Regions from separate parts of the Sus scrofa genome. Here regions 1 and 3 are each linked to region 2. The links are chromatin contacts, called in public HiChIP or PLAC-seq maps. All regions are on one chromosome and are shown on one strand. The core of a region is the stretch at or near the end of the contact, and the rest is flanking DNA. Distances in the headings are between cores, read along the strand shown. Region 1 holds the start of LOC100620825 (rho-related GTP-binding protein RhoG-like). Region 2 holds the start of OGT (O-linked N-acetylglucosamine (GlcNAc) transferase). Region 3 holds the start of ZMYM3 (zinc finger MYM-type protein 3).

The links. HiChIP or PLAC-seq counts read pairs in DNA pulled down with a chosen protein or histone mark.
Region 1: a contact with region 2 is called in an H3K27ac HiChIP or PLAC-seq map of alveolar macrophages. The contact joins the promoter of LOC100620825 here to the promoter of OGT in region 2. A contact is called at or near these places in 1 of 5 promoter capture datasets (fetal liver), 1 of 47 Hi-C or Micro-C datasets (alveolar macrophages) and 1 of 2 datasets of contacts at active chromatin or transcription factors (alveolar macrophages).
Region 3: a contact with region 2 is called in an H3K27ac HiChIP or PLAC-seq map of alveolar macrophages. The contact joins the promoter of ZMYM3 here to the promoter of OGT in region 2. A contact is called at or near these places in 1 of 5 promoter capture datasets (fetal liver), 1 of 47 Hi-C or Micro-C datasets (alveolar macrophages) and 1 of 2 datasets of contacts at active chromatin or transcription factors (alveolar macrophages).

Annotation. Positions count from the first base shown.
Region 1 is chrX:57,365,187-57,370,167 of Sscrofa11.1, forward strand. LOC100620825 (rho-related GTP-binding protein RhoG-like) reads left to right here and starts at 2,915. Exons shown (of 3, transcript XM_005659070.3): 1 at 2,915-3,037.
Region 2 is chrX:57,519,350-57,523,661 of Sscrofa11.1, forward strand. OGT (O-linked N-acetylglucosamine (GlcNAc) transferase) reads left to right here and starts at 1,823. Exons shown (of 22, transcript NM_001039748.2): 1 at 1,823-2,039. The coding sequence starts at 2,003.
Region 3 is chrX:57,276,251-57,280,955 of Sscrofa11.1, forward strand. ZMYM3 (zinc finger MYM-type protein 3) reads right to left here and starts at 3,177. Exons shown (of 25, transcript XM_021080504.1): 1 at 3,149-3,177; 2 at 641-1,326. The coding sequence starts at 1,307.

The DNA of each region.
Region 1 (4,981 bases), core at 1,665-4,164, 150 kb before region 2:
CTGGGAACCTCCACATGCCGCAGGTGCGGCCGTAGAAAAGAGAAAAAGACAAAAAAAAGAAAAAGAAAAAAAAAAGGAAAAAAAAAAGAGAAAAGAAATGAAAAGAAAAGAAAAAAGAAATACTCTTTAAATACAGACACAGGAGTTCCCATCATGGCTCAGTGGTTAGTGAAACCAACTAGCATCCATGAGGACGTGGGTTCAATCCCTGGCCTCGCTCAGTGGGTTAAGGATTTGGCGTTGCCGTGAGCTATGGTGTAGGTTGCAGACGCAGCTCGGATCCCGTGTTGCTGTGGCTCTGGTGTAGGCCGGCAGCTAGAGCTCTGATTTGACCCCTAGCCTGGGAACCTCCATATGCTGCAAGTGCAGCCCTAAAAAGACCAAAATAAAATAAAATAAAATAAAATAAAAAATAAAGACACAAATAGGTTAAAAATAAACGTATGTTAAAAAAAAGATGTACTACAATAACACTAGTCAAAAAAAAGGGGGAGGAGGAGTTCCCATTGTGGCTCAGCAGTAACAAACCTGGCTAGTATCCCCATGAGGGCGGGTTCAATCCCCTGCCCTGTTCAGTGCGTTAAGCATCTGGTGTTGCCTGAGTTGTGGTGTAGTTTGCAGACCTGGCTCGGATCCCGGATTGCTGTGGCTGTGGCGTAGGCTGGCAGCTGTAGCTCCAATTTGACCCCTAGCCTGGGAATCTCCATATACTGCAGGTGCAGCCCTACAAAAAGACAAAAAAAAAAAAGGTGGAGGAACTATATTAATATTGGACAAAGTAGCTTTCAGAGCAAAGATACCAGGAATAAAGAAGGTAATTTCATAATGACAAAGGGGTCAATTAGAGGACATAACAATTCCAAAAGTTTGTGCACCTAATATAAAAGCTAAAAAAAATACAGGAATCAATAACTGATAAGCCTGCAAGGAGAAACAGACAAATCCACAATTTATTCTAGTTAGAGATTTCAATACATTTTTTTTTTCCGGACATGCCTGAAACATGCAGAAGTTCCTAGGTCAGGGATCAAACCTTCACCACAACAGTGACCCTCACCACAGCAGTGACAATGCTGGATCCTTAATGAGCTGAGCCACCAGGGAACTCCAACAATTACTCTTCTCTTAATAATCTTTAGGAGTAGGCATAAAATCAGCAAGGATATAGTAGAAATCAACAACACTATCAACCAAATTGTCCTGGTTGACATTTACAGAACACCCAATAACAGCAAAATATACATTCTTTTCAAGTGTACATGTACATGGAGTATTTACCAGGATAGGCTATATTCTATGCCACAAAACAAGTCTCAATGAATTTGAAAGGATTCAAGTCACACAAAATATAAATAATGGAATTTAAATTACCTATCAATAACAGAAGGATCTCTGGAAAATCCTCAAATAGTTTAAAACTAAACAATCCATTTCTAGATAGCATATGGGCCAAAGAAGAAACCAAAAAAGAAATTAGAGGATTTCCTTGGTGGCTCAGCAGGTTAAGGATTGTCACTGCTGTGGATCTGTTACAGCTGTGGTGTGGGTTTTATCCCTGGCCCAGGAACTTCCACATGCCATGGGTGTGGTCAAAATAAAAAAGGAAATTAGAACATATTTTTTTGTTTGTTTGTTTATTTTTTTGGTCTTTTTGCTATTTCTTGGGCCGCTCCCGCGGCATATGGAGATTCCCAGGCTAGGGGTCTAATCGGAGCTGTAGCCACCAGTCTACACCAGAGCCACAGCAACGCGTGATCCGAGCCGCGTCTGCAACCTGCACCACAGCTCACAGCAACACCGGATCTTTAACCCACTGAGCAAGGGCAGGGACCGAACCCTCAACCTCATGGTTCCTAGTCGGATTCGTTAACCACTGAGCCACGACGGGAACTCCAGAACATATTTTGAATTGAATAAAAATGAAACCATACCATGTAATTTATGACATTCTGCTAAAACAAGAGTTCGGGAGTGATTTTGAAGCACTAAACAGCTGCATCAGAACAGAAGAACGACTCAAATCATTAACTTCAGCTTTCACTTCAGTAAAAAGAAGACCAAATAAAACTGAAAGTATAAGAACAAAAATAATGAAGATCAAAGTGGAAATCAGTGAGACAGAAAACAAAAAAAAAAATAGAGAAAATCAACAAAATGGTATTCTGGTACACGTGTTCATTGCAGCATTATTCACAATAATCAAAATTTGGAGACAGGAGTTTCTACTGTAGTGCAAAGAAACTGACGGCGTCTCTGCAGCGTCAGGGCGTAGGTTAGCTCCCTGGCCCGGTGCAGTGGATTTAAGGATCCAGTGTGCCTCCCAGGTCGGAGATGCTATTGCAACTGGTGTTGCCATGGCTGCGGCTTACTCCTCAACTGCAGCTCGGATTAGACCCCTTGCCCGGGAACTTCCACATGCCACAGGTGTGGCCACAAAAAAGAAAAAAAAAAGTAATATATTGAAAACTATTAATGGTACAATTTAAATGAGGGAATTGTATGGTATGTGCATTTGTATCTCAAAGTTGTTAAAAAAAAGAGTACATACTGCACGATTCCATTTACATAAAAGTCTAGAAAATGCAAACTAATATATGGTGACAGAGACCATAATTTTTAAAATCGCTTTCATTTTTCTTAACAGTTTTTCAGTCCCCTGACTGCCTCTTTATGTCTTGAGGAGAAAACAGGGCTCGGAGGAGGAGATGGTCTCACTTGGTCAAGAGTTTGTAAAGCCCGGGGACCTCCGAATCGAGGAACTGGTACTGGGGCCTAGACCCCAGTAATCTTTGATTACCCAAAGGTGTAGTTTAGAAGCCTGTGATTTGCAGACCGCGAGGCAAACGCTAGAACTCCATTTCCCACGAGGTCTCGGGGCACCGGGTGGAGACTTCGTCCGACGATGGGGGCGGCACTCGGTCGCTACCCGGATGTAGCGCCTAGCCCGCGGAGCCTGCCCTGCCCAGCCCAGCAAGAGACGCCCGGGAGGCTTTACCCGCTGCGGTTGAACCGTGCAGGAGGACGACCACTTTGCTGGGTAATCCTTATCGAGGACCACCCCTAGGAGGTCCCCTCGTCCACTCTTTTCTCCTTGAGTCTCCCCATCCCCAGGACAGTTACCTTAGTATAGGATGGAAGGGATTCGAGGGTGGGATGCGTTGTCTGTATATCGGAGGAGATTGAGCCAGCTCTTCGTGTTTGTGAATCCAGCGTTAGGCACCTATCCGTCCCGGGCTCACGAGTCCATCGGAAGTCCCAGAACCACCTACCCTCTGTGGAAAGGGTGTGAGGGAAGTGCCGAGCGGGCTTGTGATGGCTATCGATGGGTCACTAGGATTGCCACCCGTTAAGTTTCCAGGCGCAGGATACTCTCCCCTGTCTTGGGGTTGGGGAGTGTACACATGGCTTCCGTCGCTCCCTAGTGTGCTGAAGTCGTCTGTGCCTGTTCTTGAACCAGAGAAGTTAGTCTTTAATGTGAAAAAGCTTCCTGGATTTAGTAGATAACTAAGTTGCAGAAAGTAGTGACAAAAAATGGGGAGTCTTCTGAATTGTTTTCGGTTCAAAAAGAGTTATTTCAAGTGGATTAGATCTATGGAAAAGGGTGAGACTGGAGGAGAATGTACTAGAAACGGTAATACTTTGAGCTGCTTTCTTGTCTTGATTGTTCCTGGGTCTTTTATGTGGTGTGTCTAACCTAGGAGAAAATTGACTGCTAGGCAGTGTACATGTGAAGAAGGATGTTTTGTCAGATGAGATTGGATGATTTATTTTTTTTCCCATTTTTTAAAGTTTTGTTGAAGTACAGTTGATTTACAGTGTTGTGATAATTTCTGCTATATAACAGAGTGATTCAGTTATATACATGAACATATCCATTCTTTTTCAGATTCTTTTCCTCTATAGGGAGATTGGAATATTTAGAAGAAACTAGAATTACAAGGTTAAAAGTGAGTGACTAACTTGGAAGGGAACCTTCTGAGGTATTGGTTTCTGCAACTTCAGGCTTCTTCCAATTTCCAATCCTAGAGGCATACTTAATGATCTCTGAGCTGATCTGATGTCTACTTCACAGTGCTACTGTGAAGCTTAAATAAGATATGTGAAAGTATTTTGCACAGTGCCTGTAACAGCCTTCCCCATAGCAACTTATTTTCCTGTGGGCCATTCATTACTGTGTATTACTGTTTGCCTTTTTAGAAAAGTCCTGCCTTTTCCATAGGAGTATGAGCTTCTATCATAATTTTTAACCTTTTTTTGAGTCCCTCTTAGCAGTGCATTGTGCATATTAGCACCTGCCAGAGTGTGTGGGTGGTGGTGATGAGGAGAAAGCTGTAGGTGATCATAGCTGGGCAGCCTAGTGATGGTGGATCTGGGAGCTGAACGAAAGAAGCTTTTCTCATATAAGTGATGAACAAAGTATTGGCTTTTCTCAGAGCTCCCAGCTGTTTAAAAACATACTCTTATTTTTTTGTATTTTTAACCATTTTAAGTGTACAGTAGTGTTAACTATCTGCACATTGTTGTACAACAGATCTCTATAGAGTTTTTTCCTCTTGAAAAACTGAAACTCTGTATCCCTTAAACAACTCCCCATTTCCCCCTCCCCCAGCCCCTGGCAGCCGCCATTCTTTGTTTCTATGAATTTTGACTCTTCTAGATACCTTATATAAGGGGAATTGTAGTATTTGGCTTTTTGTGACTGGCTTATTTCACTTAGCATAATGTCCTCAAGGTTCATCTATGTTGTAGTGTATGAAGAGATTTCCTTTTTCTTTTTAAGGCTGAGTAAAATATATGTATATATTATATATGTATTATATATATATTCTTTATCCATTATCCATTGATGGACATTTAGGTTGCTTGCTTCTACCTCTTGGCTATTGTGAATAATGATGCAGTGAACATGGGTGTGCAATTATCTGAGAGCTTGTCTTCAATTCTCTTGGATATATTTATTATTATTATTATTTTTGTTGTT
Region 2 (4,312 bases), core at 573-3,072:
AAGTCCTTCAAACTAAACTCTCCAGGTGCTATTGCTAGAAGGTAACTGGAGGGGGTTCTTGAGACTCCAACAGGGGTTTTTCCTTATTGAGTCACTGTGACCCTCACCTCCCAGCTTTCCACAGCAGTATCCTTTGACTCTTTTCTCAGGATAAAGAAACTTAGACTACAGTATAGCCTGCCTGGTTGGGAACCTGACCTGGCATTTAACAAGAAGAAGAGTTTTACTTAATTAGTTAGCACCCACTAATCAGTAAGGCCTAAACATCTGCCAGTGGAATCTGAGAAGTCTGTTCTAAAAGTTGAAAAGCTGATTTTATTCACCACAGATGGAGCACTTACAGTGGCGGGGGTTAGAGGGGTGCGGTGGGGGCGGTGGAGAAAAAGGTTTTACCAGTTAAATCAAATTAAGAGAAGAGGTTGGTGCACATTTTCTAGGAGAGTTTGTGTAGTGAACTTTGCCTTTTTCACAGCATCTGACTTTCAATTATGGATGTGATGGAAGAAATGATCAATACTACAAATTTCCTCGGTGCTCATATCTATAATTAACAGTTTGTGAACTGTCTTGAAGGAATTGAAGCAAAATTTGAGGATTTTTTTTTTTTTTAGTGTGGTCAGATGGCTAGGTAGTAGAAATGTTTTGAAGAAATTCACTGACTTGTTTTCTTAGATCAAGGACTTTTTTTTTAAATTAATAAAAGAGGCTCTGAGAGATGCAACTTGTTGCCTCCATTGGTTTATAATAATTTCTTGTGAATGTGGCAAGCTACCTTAAATCCTTTCTGGAACAAGAGATATAAATTAATACCAATGTGACAAAATGTCTAAACAGTGGACTTGAAACTGCAGGAGGATCATATAGAACTGATTTGTTCAAGGAAGTAGAGGCAATTTAGTTTCAATCTGCATGTGTGGTTTAGGTAGATGGCAAATGAATCCATTTATCATTGTTGAGCTGCCTTGAGCTAAATGCTATCACCGTTTGTAACGATTTGCAAAGCTATGTGGTGGAAATGAAATCACAATTCAGAAGAGAGTCGTGGATTTTGATGAATATGAATCATCTTTAACATTTTTATGGCTGCTGCTTTGGAGTGCAAACTCTCAGCGAGTCCCTGAGTTATGAAGCATTTGCCCTACGGAATTCTCTGGGTAGAACTATCCTGAATACCAAAAGGTTTTGGAAATTTCGGGCTATATGGCCAAAACGTGAGATTCTTGGGTTCATTTGGCCCTGTGAAACTTTTTCATCAAAGTGTTTAAATCAATGGCTGGAATCAGAACTAAGACGTATTCAAATTGAAACCCTCTCTGCCACCGTTTTAAACGTCAGCCTTGGAAATCTAGCCATTTAAATTTACTTAGAATTGATTCAACAGCCTTGTAACTCTTCCTTTCCGTACGACTAAAGTTGATGAAACTTTTCTAGACGCCTTTGGCATCTCTTAAAAATCTACATTCCTGGCTCGGTAATAGACTAGACTTCCCCACTTCGGCAAAAATGTATCCGTCCTGTGTATACGTTTCTTTTTACCCTTCCGCTCCGCTAGTAGAAAACTTGGACGCTCCCGCCCCAGACAGTGCCCTAACCGGGTCGGGTTGACAGGGTTGCTCGCATGCGCTCTCGACACAATCGTGTTTGTCGCAATGGGCCCTGCGCGGAAGGTTACATAGGAGCAAGTGACTTTGATTATAGTCATTTTGTTGGTTGCGCTGGTTACCGCGCTACTTCCGCGCTGGTACTTGATTGTAACAGAAAGTAGTTCCGGCCCGTGTTGTTTCGGCCGAGGAGCCGTCGCCGCCATTTCAAGACCGTGAGAGGTAGATGGCCAACCAGAGTTCTTAAGGTTCGAAGCCTGTAACTGTTGCCGCCTCTTAAGCCTGCCAAAGCACTGGTACGGCTGCTGCCCTCTTACTACTACCTCTAGAAACATTCTTGCCAGTAGTGGCGGCAGCGGGACTCAATTACCCTTTTCTCGCTTTTCCTAAAGAAGCTCCAGATGGCGTCTTCCGTGGGCAACGTGGCCGACAGCACAGGTACCGGTGTCCCTTCTACCTTGGCAGACGCCCCCTTGGGGTCTCGCGCCGTCCTCTGCCTCTCATCACTCCCTTCCTTCCCTCTAGCCATCCCCATTACATCAGTGGCATCGCTGAGCTTTTCGTCGTCTGCCGGCATCTGATCGGGGTTTCCGCTGTCGTCCGTTCTTCAAACATTTCCTCTTGCTTGCTGGCTTTTCGCTTCCTTTCTTGCTTTGTAATCCTATACATTTGCTAGCCTTCTACTCTCTCGGGACGCTTCTTTTCACACGTGCGCGCTTAGAATGTCTCGGAATGGACTGCATTGGAATCCCTGTCCTTCTCGCTGCCTTTCACTCTCCTTGGCAGTCGTTTTCTCCCTTAATTCAGCTCACCGCCCCCTCCTCTTCCTCCTCCACCCTGCTCCCCTTAGCCCAATTTGGTGCTCCTCTGTCAATCGAGGGCGGGGGTGCCGGTCCGATGTAATCGTATCCTCACTTTGCATCACCCAAGGACGAGCCCAGGCTCCTGGGTGTGCTCCGAGTAATCTCGAGCCCAGGGGCTTTTGAGCAGTGCCCCGCCGGGCAGCGCCTTTCTGCCGGGCTTTCGGTTGAGCGAGCGGCCCCGGTTTCGATTGGAAATTTCCAGGGGTTCCTTTTGCCATCGTCCGATTCCACCCGCTGCCCCCAGCCTGGATTTCCCACCCTGTCCACCTCCCTCCCCTCCCGCGGGGAACCACACCCTTTCCTTCGCGAGGTTGCCAGCCTTGCGGTCCACTTCCTACCCTTGGGGAGAAACCACCCTGGTGCCGGGGCTTTGGCGTTGACCACCCTGCCCGCCCGATTCTCGCTTTGTGTTACTTTCTCCCTGTATTCCTCCGCCGCCGCCTCTGGGTCTTTCATCCCCATTCTTTAGCCCGGTATTTCTTTATTCATAGGGGGTGTATTTTTTTTAAGTTTTCATCCCCGCTTGAAGAGTTTGTAAAGCAACTGGAGTGTAGCTGCACAAGAGCAAGGCGGTTGCCCTTTCAGACAATTAGTCGAGAGCATTTGGTACTAAAAATAAGAAAACAACCAAATTACAGGAGTGTCCTTCGTCTGCCTTTCCATATTGAGGCTATTTGGAGCGGGGGGGGGGGGACCGGGCTGCGGTTCTAAGGTTTCCCACGAGGTTATTATTATTATTATTTTTTGGTTGGTTCCCTCAGTTGAGATGTGTCAGGGTTTTTTTTTTTAATTGTTTTTGGACATTGTGCAGTAAGAAGTGAATCTTCAATTGTGTCTCATCCATGATCGTAGGTAGTGGGATTAATAATTAGTGTTCCCCTCCCTCTCAGGGATTTTTAAAGATTTAAGATTCTGTCCTAGATTCTTCTGTACTAGCTTGCCCTTTTCTACGTGTTATTTTATTTGAGGAAGTTGTCATTTCCAGTGTTAAAATAGCAGATAAGCGGCTTTGAAAAATTGATAAAGTAATGTGTTAAAATAAGGAGCTCGGAAGTTCTAGAGGCTTGTCTAGTGATTTTTTAGTTTCTATTAGAGATATAACGTCCCCTAGATTTGGATGCAGGTCTCTCTTATGTTAGTGGTCAGCTGGCTGTGCATCCTCTTAGGGAATTTACTTAGCTTTCCTGAGAATACAGTTCACTCCTCAGCTCTAACGATTGGGGGGTCTAGGCTCAAATTTGAGCTTGTTACATAGACCTTGGTAGAATTTTATATAATTTGTACATGGTTTCCCACTCTATCTAGGGAAAGTGCTGTGGTCAGATTCCCAGTAATGTATCATTGTTTTAAGTATTTACAATTGAGTCTTAGGCAGCTTGTTGTTGTTTTCCCTCTCTGGGCTTTAGCTGTACACCCCTTATCTTTATGTATCTAAACCAAGTCACTTACACACAGCAAAGTGCTTTCATTTATTATTCATCCTGTCGCACTTTATCAAATGGTTTTATATTTTATCGTTTTCCCATTCTTTAAAAAAAAATCATTGCAGTTCTAAGTAACTGCTTGGTTTATACAAGGTTGTTTGCAATGTCTTAATCCTTTAGTCAGCACCAGAGCTTTTTGGAAAATGCTGGTGTTAAACCAGTGTGGGTGGGATTTAGCTAAATTGGTCTCAGTGTGAGTTGGGGGTGGTAGAGGAACAATATAACCTTGGGTCTTTATTTAAAATGTTTGATGACCCCTTTAATATTTTGGCTCTTGACAGATGAATCCATTTTGTTTATCAGCTGTTTTAAAAATAGCACCTTGACTTTTAGTTTTTTTTCCCCTTATGTTTGTTTCTAGTGT
Region 3 (4,705 bases), core at 1,927-4,426, 240 kb before region 2:
CCAAAGGTAGCAAGGGGAAAAGGCCACATTTATGTATGGGGAGATTCCCCTGGACTCAGGTGGTTATATAAGACCTAAGACCCCGATCTCTGCCTGGGAGAGGCACGATAGGCAGAATTGGGGAGAAATGAGAGCCTCTCAAGTCTAGGCTGGCCCTCCCCTATCAGGCACACAATCCTAGGCCCTGCATGTCTACCATTCCTCTGAAATCACTATGCACTTGGTGGCTCCAGAACCTAGTTATCATTCATCAGACCCAGAACAAAACAGCTGGAAAGATCTTAGAACCACAAAGCCTGGTGTCCTCCCCAAATCCTGAGGGAAGGACCCTAGTACCAAAAGCCTACTTGGGGAAAAAAAAGGGAACCTCTTCCACCAAATCCACTCTTCTCAACCCACTCCTTGAGACCTCATCCCTATTCCTCCTCCACAGTCACTGAGCTTCCCTCACTCCTACTCCCTTTAATCTCCTTCACTACACCCCACTCCTCCCTTCCAAACCCCCAACTCCTCCATTCCTTCCTAACCTTATCTCTCCACCCTCCCCCCACCCCACTTCCTCCCCAAACACACAGCCACCCTCCTTATCCCCCCGACCCTCTCTCTTCACCTTGATTTTCCAGCTGATCAGGCAACCTACCTGGCAAGGAAGGGTGTGCAGGGGGGCTAGGGCCCCCAGGTTTGGTCTGAGCACTGTTGATTCCATCCCCCAGAGTCTCTCCCACTGAAGGGCTGGGGGGGCCATTTGGGCTCTGTGGCTGCCCTTGAGGAAGCTCCTCCTCCTGCTCAGGGGAGCCCCTTCTCCCAGTAGCTATGGAGGTGGTCTCCTCCTCTTCAATATGTGGGGACTGCAGGGTTATTGGAGAATCTGGAGCCAAAGGTTCTAGTAGCCCCTCAGGTGAAGAGGGGTTTGCCCCAGCCCCTGGGTTAGGTGGCACCACCTCAGGGGTCTGGCCCCCTGGTCCAGGCTCTAGGGTCTGATCTCCTGCATCCCATGCAAGGGTCCCCTCCGGACCATGGTCCACCTCTGGGGGGGAGGGAGCTTTATAGAGCAGCCCCCCCAGCCCCAGCAGCTCAGTGGCTCCATCCAGGACTCCAGGGTCTTTTTCCAGGCCAGCAGGGGTATCAAGCAGGTCCAGGGCTCCTGAGGATGGAGAAGGGCCAGGGGGCGCCCATCCTCGAGTTGGGGCAGTCTGGGATTCCAGTAGATCCTCTCCAAATTCCATGTCTACTGGAAGGTCTCCAGCCAGGGGCTTCTCTGGCAGGGTCAACGGGTCAAACGGACTGGGGAAATCACTGGGGTCCATGAGGATGACTGGATATGGGCTGCAGATTAGGGGTAGAAGAGGGGGTAGGGGTAGAAGAGGGGGCAGAAGAGGTGGTCTTCGCCAGAATTCCTTCTAATACAGGCTCTGGGACACACCCCATTATCCACTTGGATTTCTCCTGAATCGCCCCCAACACAACCGACAAACCTTTCCAAAGGCTTTAGTCCAAATGACCACTCCCCCCCTCCCAAATACAGCGCCCCCTGTGGGGAGAGGCGTTCCCCGCCCTGGCCCAGTGCCCACACTCGCCGGGCAGGCTGTCGTTCCACTCGCCGCGTACCCCCGCCACCCCACTGCAACTCCCTGATCCCCTCCCCCTTCACCTTTCACTCCCCCCGCCCAACTCGGGCTGAACGCCCCCTTAGAGTCTCCTAGGGCCGTTGCCACCGGGAGCCTTTCCCGCCCCCGCGATTTCAGTTTCTATCCCCTCCCCTCTCTCCTAGAGCCCCCCAGCTCCCCAGTCTTTACCCACCCTGTCTGGCCCCACCCCCACCTCCCCGCGTTGCATGGTCCTCTCAGCCCTTCCCTCGCCCCCACAAACTGCCCTTCCTAACCCCTCCCCCCAGTTACCTTTCAGGGTCGCCCACTTTCTCAGCCCCGTCCCCTTTTCCTAGAGCTCTCCCAGTCCTCCTCCTGTTGCCCACCCCCCACCTCAGGCATTTACAGGAAGACATTTTGGAGCTACGATCTCTCCTTGGACCCCCCCCCCTCCCGGCTACTGCGAGTTCCCGCCTGCAGGTTCGGTTCGGCTTGATCAGGCCCGACCCCTACCTGCGGCAGGGTTAGTGTAACCGCTACAAGCCTAGAACTGCAGACAGCGACGGCCCCGCGCTCCTTCTCCACCTCCCTCCCTAGCAGCCGGGACAGGGGTCGCGGCCCCTTTAAATGGCAGCGCCGCTCACAGCGCCCAGCGCTCTGCACCAGGCGGGCGGGCGGCGCCAGCAACCAACCCCATTGGCTGGCTCGTGGAGGGGGCTCGCGAGACAGCGCCGGCCCCCGGCGCGAGACTCCCAGCCCAGTGGACGCCTGGAAATTGCGGAGTGGAACGTAGGCACTGGAGATGGAGCTTGAGCCCCCGCCCGGGGCCCCGTTAGTTGAGAAGGAAAAGCTAGCCTCTGGAGCTCAGAAGCCCGCCCCCCGGGAAAGGCGGCACCCCCTTTACACCAAAGGGCCGAGTACAATAACCCACAAAAAACAGATCTACGCACCTGCTTCCCTTACCTGGCTCAAGAGTCTGGCCCCCCGTCACACCCGTGCCCGCCCTATCTCCTGGAGCCCACTCTACCCGTGATCCCCTCCTCTCATTCAAATGGTTCCCGGTCCCCTCCCCCTACCCGTGTCTCTCTCCGCTTCCCACTCGTGTTCAACCCCCCGGCGTCCGCCCCCCTCAACAGTCCCTACCTACGCCATGCAGCAGGCGCCTGCCAAGATTACCCTCCCCCCAACCCCACCTCTCCGGGGCCCGCCCCCTGGGCGACTGCTGGGGTAATGAGTGACAGCGGAGGGTGGGGGGAGGCAAAGGACCCAGCCCTCACGTGCCCCTCCTCCCCTTGTCTGCAGCCTCGGGCCCCCCTAACCATTCTGAGACTCATAGTTGTGGGGTGTCTTAAGCCTGGTCTCCAGCTACCCAGGGCGGGTTAAATGGCTCTGGCTCAGTGACAACGCCTATGCAGTAACCGTTACTGCCTGATGACCCCAAAACCAGGTCCTGCAAAGACACTCCCCTACTCCTTCCACGGTCTTAGGGTAAGTTCTGGGATCTTCTCCCTGAGTCTTCCCGCAGGAGCCCCCTGCGTTATCTCTTCTGTAGTTTTCCTCACCAAGGCCGACAGTCCTCCTTCCTCCTTTCTATCTCTTGTCTGTCTGTCTCTCTCTGTCTCTCCTTCCCTCCCTCCCTCTTTTTCTGTCCTTGTCCCTCTCTCCCTCTCCCCGCCTCCTTCTCTGGCGCGCTCTCTCTCTCTCCCGGTCTCTTTTTGTCTCGTCTCTGTCTCTCTGGCTCTCTTATGCACGAGCACGCACGCGCGCGCGCACACACACACTCCCCCTCCTGGATGGTCCTTAGCGTGTGGGTGTGGCTGGGGTTGAGGCTGGAGAAGTGGGGTAGGGGGAGGGGGCATTAGTATTAGGCCTACTGGCTTTAAAAAATGTGTGCCAGGATCCTTTCTCAGTCCCCATCAGAGTTAGGGCACTTTCCAATCCCCCCTCTCCACTTTCCCCCTCTGACCCTTAAGGGCTGAAGAGTATTTGGTGTCTGAGATACTAGAAGAGGCTCAGGCTGGACAAGAGTCCCGCCACATTTTTAGAAATACACGTAGGTTTGTTGTCCAGTGCTTGCTCTGGCGTGCCTCTTGCTCTGGGCCTTTCTTCTTTCCCATACTAAGCCTTTCCTAGCCTTATAGTCCTTGGGAGTTTTATCCTCCCTTGTCTCATTCACTTTCCCAGAAACCTTATCCTTCCTGTTCCCCCCATGGCCTTGAGGTTATCTTTGCTCTCTCCCATATACAGAGATAAAAGCAAGAGTTTTCCCATTCAGGTTTTCCAAGCCCAGCCTTTTCTTTACCTTAACCAGTATTCTGTGTACCCATCTCCCACCTTCTGGTTATTTCTGTGTCCTTTTACCTCCTTTTGGATTTTCACTTTGTTGCATCACAGTTGGGCCGCCTCGTTCTTTTGTATTGCCTGCCCTTCTCAACACATGCTTGGATCTCTGGCTTCTCTGGTGGTGGAGAATGCCTGGTTTCAAGTTGAGGGGAGACAGTCTAAAGGGGGCATTGATGGTGTGTATTCAGAGGCAATGTGTGTGAGCTCTGGAGACCAGGATTCTAATCTCCACTCTGCCTGCTTTTTAGCCATTTGATTTTGGATACATCACTTGTCAAGTCACTAGGTCTTATTTTTCTCATCTTTAAAACAGAGATAAGAAAACAATCTAAATGTACGGTAGGAGGTTGGGCAAATCAATTTTGGTTATATTCATACAGTGGATGTAGTCATTAACAACAATATTTTTTAAAAAGCTAATGAGGCAGAGCAGAGGAATTTCTGGGCAGTGAAACTATTCTGTATGATACTATAGTAATGAACACATGTTATGATACATTTGTCAGAACTCATAGAATGTAGGATACCAAAAGTGAACTCTTCCCTAAACTATGAGCTTTGAATGATAATGATGTATCAATGTAGGTCCACCAATTGCAACAAATGTACCACACTGGTGGGGGATATTGATCCCTCAAGAGAGGCTGTAAAGGAGGGAGGAGGTGTGGGGCAGGGAGTATATGGGAACTTTCCGTACTTTCACCTCTATTTTGCTACAAACCTGAAACTGCTCTAAAAAATAAATCTATTAAAATGATACAGGAAAATGCCCTTGA